Regions from separate parts of the Anas platyrhynchos genome. Here region 1 is linked to region 2. The links are chromatin contacts, called in public Hi-C maps. All regions are on one chromosome and are shown on one strand. Each heading gives the region's core, a stretch centred on a gene start, on an enhancer-like site or on the middle of the called end of the contact. The rest is flanking DNA. Distances are from core to core; before and after follow the strand shown. Region 1 has its middle 20 kb from the start of FAM174B. Region 2 overlaps SLCO3A1 (solute carrier organic anion transporter family member 3A1).

Region 1 (4,155 bases), core at 181-2,680, 160 kb after region 2:
CTGGGCACATTGCTCTGTGGTGGTGCACAAATGCCAGGTGTCACCACGGCCCAGCAAGCCAAGAGAGACCCCGGGAAATGAGAGAAAGAAGGGAGATGGTAGAGGGGAGGTCGGGCTGCACCAGCGGCCTCGGAGGAGCCACGCCAGGCTGGTGAGGTCTCACACAGGAGCCAGCAGTCAGGAACGAGGTGAGGAGCTGCTGCTTGTCCCAGCAATTCACAGCACGTTGGGATCCAAGCAGAGATTCGTGGCACGGATGTTAGATTCAGTTTCAGGTGTTTCTTCTGTCTCCTTCTGGCTGCCTGCTGCCTCTGTCCCTCTGTCTGAGCAGGCGGCTCACCTCTTCCACCTCCAAACGGAGCTCTGCCCTTCCCTCTTCAGCCCAATACCCCATTTTTGTCCAAAATCTAACTTTGTGACTGGGGCTGAGGCAGCGACAAACATTTCCTTCATTGCTTCAGCCAACCTCTCTGGCAGTCTTAGGCACAAAATGTCTCTCCCCGTAAATTTCGAACAGCCTTTAGTGTGGGCCCCCCAGCGCTCACCCAGGGGAGGCATGCCGGAGCGCTTGAGGAAGCTTTGAAATGAAAGATGCTTTGTGCAGAGCCAGCCCTGTTTTGTAGGAGGACTCCGGGGCAGTCAGGAGGTCCCATCGGTGTGGTCCAGGAATTTAAAAGCTCTGTTGGCTTTGGCTTTGCAATATCGAGCTTGGTATTGCACCATATTCGTGTGTAAGTATGCAACTGCCTACGTGTGTCACTCCAGCATGTGTGTGTGAGAGGGAGAGGGGATATCCATATTTTACTGCTACTTTAGAGTATTGTTGCAGGCCATAAGTAATTAATATCTGAGCAGCTCAGATCCTTGCATGGCAATCATCACACGAGAGAAAACTGTTCTTATGAAAAATACAACAAAGCCCCTAAATCTAAAACACAACAGCTTTCTTGTAAAGAGACACTCTGTGGCAGGAATCTGCAACACAGCAATCAGCCTCTTTTTAATATACAAACCAGAGTAATGTAAGAAATACTTGGAAAGCAGCCACAGCTTTCACAGCAGCTGCTGCTACATTTTTGTCAGGATTAAGTTCATTTCAATTATAGAAAGGCTTGTGATCACCTGCTAGGAGGTTTTCGGCAGTTCAGGAGGCCGAGGGAGTGTATACAGCTATATTTAAATACCAAATGCGTAGCGTGCGCCAGCAACATACCACTTGCAGAGCACTCTTCAGACATTCCCTAATTAAGTGTTTAAGTATAGTTTCCTTTTTGCTGTATGGCTTGATGGGAGTGGATTTTTTTTTAAGGTTCACATAAATCCTAATTTAATTTTGGAGAAAATGAAAGGGAACTGAGGAGACTGAATGAAGCAGACACCGTGGCACGCATCCCTTTGTTACCGCTGCATTGCTCAGACTGTGCCAGAAGAGGGCTAACCACTGTAGCTTTTGGTGCAGCTTCAACCCTCTGCTTCCTACAGAGAAGCACGTGAAGTGCAGAAAACTCCCAGGGAGAAGAAGAAGGCTGGGACCTGTTTTAAAGAAGTGGTCTGTGGTAGGAGGATGCATGGTTTCACACGGCTCTTCTGCCAGCCACTGACCCCAGTGGGCTCTTCTCTGATGTAACTGAGCCCAAGAGGCCATGGCATGTAGGTCACCGCTACTGCTCCCACCCTGCCATGCCCCCTCTGGTTGTCACCAGAGCCCACGGGCACTGGGAAGGTGACAAAGCTGCTGGTGAGATGTGGCCTCCATGTGTGTGTGCCCACAGCTTGCGCTCGCCCTGCCCCTGGGTGCTTTGACTCGTGTGGCTCCTTTCTCTCCTGACGTGGGGGGATCGCCAGCACTCAAATGCCACACACTGATGCCATTCTGCACAGCGGAGACATTTGCTTGTCGCCTCCGATCAGCACCATGACACCTTTGTGGAGAACGTGCAGCAGCAAAAAGGGACAGAGAGTGTCGTGGCCAGAGGACAGAGGCAGCTCGAGCTAAGGGAAGCCTTTCAGGGTAACAACAGCGAGTAAAGGGCTTGGCAGCTGTGGGAAGTGGCTTCTAAGGAGGAGGTCTGGCACTTCATCTTCTGGTAGCGTGTCTGGCAGGCAAGACGCAGCTATCGTTTGACCTGGGGGATGATGTGATTTGATTGTCCTCTTAGAAATAAATTAGGAAGTGGCTAATGCCAATTTTTAAGTGTCAGAACAACACAAGCTTCCTAGCATTTTCCAAAGTGCTGCCAGAAGGTTGTTCTCAAAGGAATTAATTTTGTCTAATTAAATATCTCCATAGAGCTCTCTAAATATCAAACCAAAACATCAACACGCAGCACTTTGCAGACTAATAGGAATCACACTGGAGCCTGGCATTGTGAGCTGATGGATTGACAGATGGAGCTGATGGTCATGATGGAGGAGTGAGAACATACACGCCCCTTTCCACCTCTGCCCCAAACAACTCACTTCATCCCGTCTCAGTTCACCCGGCTGTAAAATGCCTCGAAAATACTTCCTATGGCATGGATTTCCCCAGAGGGAAGCTGATTGTGGTCACGGAGCAGTGAAGAAAAGGCTTTGAGTGAGTCACGAGCTTTGTGGTTTTGGATGAGGTTCTGATGAGCAGGGGCAGGAACCCTGGTGGGAAGGGGAGGATTATGTCTCTCTCTGCACTACAGCAAGGTGTCACTCACTGCTTGTAAGCCCAGAGCATTTGGGTCTGCCAGTGAGCTCCCAAGGCTGACTCCCAAATCTCTCAGTTTCACTGCATGTTGCAGACCACAGCACTGAGCTGCAGCCTGGAGCCAGAGGCATCCAGAGTCCTGCCCTGTTCACACAAAACACCAGGCATTTTTGCTTTCAGACAGATAGTTACTGCCACAGTCTCCTTTTGAAGTTCCTAGGAAGTAGACACCTTTTTTAGAGTCCCCAAGATGTTGTTGTCAGCTTCTTTTTACTGAAAAAGAATGCACTGTTTATGTGCATTGACGTGTGTTTGCAGGCCAGACTTTTGACACTTGGAAAATAGAGTTTTTGGAAATATTTCTTAAATTCACACCTTCCATTTTATAAAACCCCTTATCATCCTCACAAATCAGATTAAATGAAAAGAAGTGAAAAAGAGCAAAGTCCTCAAAAAGTATAAACAAGCAGTTGAAATTTCAGGTGCAGCCAATCTCTGCTGCTTGGTGCTTGTTACGATACAGCTGTTAGGTGCAGGCTCAATTATTTCTCAGACTGTTCCGAGAAGTCCACTGACTTTACCTGTAACGAGCATTTACCCTATTTATAGGAGACGCTCCTACATAGTGCAGGTGCTGGGTGAGATTCAACGTGGACTCCTGCACACCTAAGGCTTCTGGAAAGTCCTCCCTGAGCCAGCTGCTGCAGTTTGCAGTGCAAACGTGGTGCTGTAGCATCACAGCACTGGAGCATCTGCCTGCCAGATCTCACCCTGCTAAAAGCTGTCAGGATAGCGATTACGTTGCAGCAGACAATAAAATGATTCTAGGGCTTTGGGGGGGGGGGGGCTTTTTTAGTGAAGTGACAGGTGCTCAGATGAATTGTTGGTATGCCAGATGATTTCTATTGACAGGGATAATCTTGCCATGATAGAAAAAATAATCAAGAAATGAGCTTTTGTTTTGTAAAGCCACTACAAATAATAAAGGGGATGAGAACAAAATGACGATGCTCCATATCCATTTATAATTTTGAATTTATGACATCTCAAGGTACCAGTGGCCTGATCCCCACGAATGGCAGCTTTTAGCCACAAGTCTCTCAGGGGTGGAGAGGGGCTAAAGACGATTTTTAACAGGAGGGGGAGCTCTCTCTGCACCAACTGCTGGGGAAGCACTGCTTGCTTCAGGCAGGGTGTCGGGGAAAAAGCGGGGCTCACCATTTTGTTCCTTTGTGTGTTTGCAACAATTTCACGGGCTGTTTAACTGCAGTGACTTAGCTTTATATATATATATATGTATATATAAATGCTATACAAATCTAATGAGAAGCTGTAGGATTTGTTCTTTTGACTTAGGTTTGTGTATTTACATATTAAGGCCTTCTTTTCTGAAAACAAGGACTTAGAAATTTGGGGCAATTTCCTTTCTCAAAGCAAGGTTTCTCAGCACTGCGCACCATAACCTGTTCAGGCTGCTC
Region 2 (4,215 bases), core at 1,192-3,691:
TCCTCAGCCCTTGGAAAATGTCTGGTAGTTGACAGGACAAAGTAGAATTTGGCAAATTGTTCCATTAGATAAAAAGGGGGAGGAAAATTATTCTAATTCCTCAGTCCAGCCTGGTTTTCTTTCCTTTTTTTTTTTTTTTTCAGCCTGACTTTTCCAAGGGCAATAGGAGTGGCAGAAAGGGATAGAACAGGAAAGCTGAAAATGATGAGCTTTTTCAAAATAAAATATAATTGTGCTTTAAAGGGGACCAAGATGAAATTAAGTATTTTTGAGTTACCAAAGGAAACTTTGAATTGTCCCAAAGCAAGTTTGTTAGTTTCAATCCTCAGCTCTTTAGCATTTTTAAGAATTGTCATAATCTGGAAAGAATTAAAATTAAAAAATAAAAATTAAAAACCCACCAAACCGCACAAGGGAGAAAACTTTCTCATCTTTCTTTCCAGTGGTTTGTATAGTGCTACCCTGGGAACATGCCCTGCTCCTCCTTGCAATGTTGGGTGCAGGAGGAAGCACAGCCCCCCTGGAAGAAGGGCAGCCGGCCGTGCAGAGCAGGAGGTGTGTATTTGCAGAGCACTGCTGGATCTGGCACTTCTCACTTTGTTTTCCCTTCTCTCGATTATGTTTGTTACCAAATGTGCAGCTCTGAGCGATGGAAATGAATTTTAAGCTATGAATGAAAGGGAAGAGGCTGGAGTATCCCGCACTGATGGCCAGCTTTGTTGCCATCAGTGGGATTTCTGCAAGAGGCTGTAATGGAGCCAGGATTAGATCTTGGATCTGTTTGTTCCTGGTATTGGTGCTCTTTAGCATCCACCTGTGTTGAATCAGGCTAATTCAATAAAAAGTTAGAGGGAAAGATGGGAAATGCCCTAGCAAGTGGTGTTAAAGCCATCCACAAGCTTAAGACATCTTCATCCTTAGCAGCAACCCCAGGGCTGGGAGAAGAGGTTTTACTCGAGCTTCTCTAACGAAGCAGCTTCATGGTTGTGTGGTCAGGCAGATGACATGGAAAGTGTTTTCCTAATAACGGTGGTGATGAGCAATCATGCGGAATTTCTCGGAAGAGGAAGGATGTCTTAAGCTAATTCTAATTTGGGTAATTTCCTCTCGAGTGCTGAATTCCACGTACATGTTCAACCACAGGTAGGATCCACATTGCCTTACTGCCTACTTCTTCTGCCCAGTGGTGTGCTGTGCTGACCCTTGAGCATCATCCAGCTCTCTCCAGGCCCCAGGCTATCGATCGTGACAGCCCATGCCTTGTTTTTTTTCCAGGATCTGTTCAATTCATGAGACAAAGTGTAAAATTCTGCAGTCAAAGGGTTTTGTTGGTATCTTGAAAGAGGATACCAAAAAGGGCATGGGGAGAGTCTGCCGTTTACCTGCTTTTAGGACAAAATGTAGAAAAAGTAAAAACACAATTAACACAAGCATTTCCTGCACCTACCCTAGAGGTGAATGTTAATTTAATACCTTACTGTAAGGTCTCAACTCCTCAGCTCCCTGCCCTATCCCACATTGCCCTCTAGCGAGAACATTTCAGAGTGATGCCTTCTGGATTTCAGCTGCCAGGATATAAAAGGTGGTGCTTTAGGAACTGAGGACACGGCTCTGTTTTGAATGGACTGTTTGCTATGCAATACAAATTGCTCGAGGAGGAGCAGCGTTCCCCCATTGCAGGGGGAGCCTTGGGAAAGGAGGCACAGACGGGTGTGTGTGCCTGCATCTGGCAGCTCTCCTGCAGTCGGCTTTTTGTTTGAGCTCACTGCCTGTGCTTACATCTCCCTGCTGCTGATGGATCACAGGCAAAAGGCCTCTGCTCCTTTCTGCTTTGGAAAAAGGGAAGGTGTTCCCCAGTTTTTGTTTGTTTATCTTGAAGGATTTTGTGTATGTGTGTGTGTTTGTCTCACCTATTGCCCCACGAAACACGCTTTGGTAGTGGTTTTCTTTATATACACGTGGTCTGACAGCTCTGCCTGTGGTTTGGAAACCATCCCCAGACAAACCTCTGTCCCTCTTCAGCGCAACAGGGGTTGCATTGCCGGAGTGCCATCAAGGCAACAGCCGTGGCCATTCCCCTGCCAGATAACTCTGTTAAAACTAAACTCCTCCACTACAACAGTGCCAGCGCTGCTGGTGGGCGAGTGACAGACACCGATGCCATCTAGTGACCAAAAAAATGCGCCGTGGATGTTTTATAAAGTGCCATGGGAAGTTTTGTAGCCCTGGGAAGGAGGGCAATGGTGCTGGGTGGGCACGGGGCAGAAAGCCCTTCCCCTGCTCTCCAACCTGTGTGTGCTCTCCTTCACATCCCACAAGGTGCTTCACAGCACCTGGGGTCTCCCAGGGGAGGCTTTACAGGTCCTAGGGGAGCAAGACATGGCCTTACCACCACAGGCCGACACGTCCCTGGCCATGCTGTCCTCACCGCACACGCGGCTCCTCTCCGTGCTGTTCAGCCTTGCCGGTGATTCCTTCAGAAAGCCTCTTACAAGGCTCCTCAGGGACTTGTTGTTGTTTGTCCGTCCCACGTGAAGGCGCTAAATATGCTCCCGTTGTCTAATTTACAACTGCTTTGTGTTATCTCTGCTGCTGCTGCCTCTGGATTATCCTCGCGTCCCGCTGCCGCTCCGCCCGGGATGGCTGAGAGCTGGCGGCGTGCCTGCTGCAGGGCCAAAATGGGAGTGGGAATAAATGGTTCTAAATATTGTATTAAAGAAGCAAGTCGTTGTCTCACAAGAGCTCTCTGCCTGGCATTGCTTTGGCAATTTCCTGCAGGTTTTGAAGGAAGAGGGAGTCTGCAGGAGAGGTCTGAGTAGCCGTGTGTCTCGGGGAATATTTGCTACGTGATACATGCTAGGGAGAAGGCTTTCACGGGTTTGAATGGGGGCTCCTACCTCTCTAAAGGGACTTCACCCAGCAGTCTGTGACAACGCACGATTTCATAGATTCGTTGGATCCAAATTCTGCAAATATCCCAGATTAGCTGGGGGTAGCAAAGGTGCTTCCCTTCGTTGTGGGGAGAATACATGTCCACTTTACCTCGTGCTCTCGAGTAAGACATCCTTCAGAGTAACCAGACAACCAGAGCATAGTGTATGGCCACAGTCTTCCCAGCTCAATAGAAATCCTTCAGCATTATCACAGCTTCATCTATTCTTTTTTCCTGAAAGGCTGTGGAAAAGCAAAAAGCATTAGGGTGCCCTTTTGTCTGAAGCACTCGACACAGAGACATACCTGTATCTATTTGGTGTTAGTAGGGCAATGCCGCCTCGTAGGAGCCAAGCAGAACAACTTGCAAGGAATAATCTGAGCCAAATACTAATTTTCTATTTTCTCTCTCCTTGTAGGGATCCTGTTTACGATGCTGGTATTTGGGCCAGCCTGTGGATTTATCTTGGGCTCCTTCTGTACCAAAATCTACGTGGATGCTGTCTTCATTGACACAAGTAAGGAGAAAGGGAATTTGTTTAAAGTCAAGTGTATTGATGTATCAGCATGACAACATTGATGCGTGCAAGTAGGATGCTGCTTCTCATTTCATCTTGAGTGCCCCTTATGTATGTGTATCACTTTTAGAGGTTTTTGGGTTTTTATTTATTTTTCGACAAGAATTCAACTATTTTCAACTTCATCCCCATAAGCAACAGGTTTGTAGTGGCTAAAAGATTAAAATATCACAGTGGCAGAGCACACAGGGCAGCATGGGTGGAGTCATGCTAGGGGGGCTGTGTCCAGAGCAGGGCATGAACCCTGGAGAGATGCTACCTGGAACTCCGGGGGATGCCCACCCATCAGACCCACACCAACACTGTCTGAAAATGACCAAGTTCAGTCTCAGAGCATTGTTGTTTTTTTCCCAGAGCAGTGTTAATTATTGCTCACCTTGACTCTGCCCTTCGGTTAAAGCAAGTTGTTGGCAAATTGTTTTTATTCGTTAAGAAAAATGTGCAAATTTTTATTGCTACCTGCACTGTGCCCTCTTTGCCATTAGAGGGCAATGTGTAACAGGCTTTTCTCCGCTGCTCCCCAAGCCCTCTGGCTGTAGGCTGCAAACCTAAGACTTTGTGTTGTCACCTGTGAGGGTGTGCTCCAGTTTTATGATATTGCAAATACATCTTCACAGGATGCGTTTGGATGAAGTTTAGCCTTGCAGCGGTCAGAAAAGAATTGTGCGAATCTGGAAAAGTGCTGCTGGCCTTTCTTGGTCTTACA

Evidence for each region. Hi-C and Micro-C count contacts between places; a contact is called where the count stands out from the background.
Region 1: a Hi-C map of subcutaneous adipose tissue shows a contact between it and region 2, with 5 times the contacts expected there. The contact joins two enhancer-like sites. A contact is called at or near these places in 2 of 8 Hi-C or Micro-C datasets (skeletal muscle and subcutaneous adipose tissue).

Annotation. Positions count from the first base shown.
Region 1 is chr11:18,843,456-18,847,610 of IASCAAS_PekinDuck_T2T, forward strand. No RefSeq gene overlaps it. Among named protein-coding and RNA genes, the nearest start is that of FAM174B, 20 kb to the left of the region's middle. Within about 2 kb of position 1,431, at least 1 of the 8 cell types and tissues checked has an H3K27ac peak or open chromatin away from gene starts, as enhancers often do.
Region 2 is chr11:18,680,415-18,684,629 of IASCAAS_PekinDuck_T2T, forward strand. SLCO3A1 (solute carrier organic anion transporter family member 3A1) reads left to right here. Exons shown (of 10, transcript XM_038184934.2): 3 at 3,351-3,449. Among named protein-coding and RNA genes, the nearest start is that of ST8SIA2, 77 kb to the right of the region's middle. Within about 2 kb of position 2,442, at least 1 of the 8 cell types and tissues checked has an H3K27ac peak or open chromatin away from gene starts, as enhancers often do.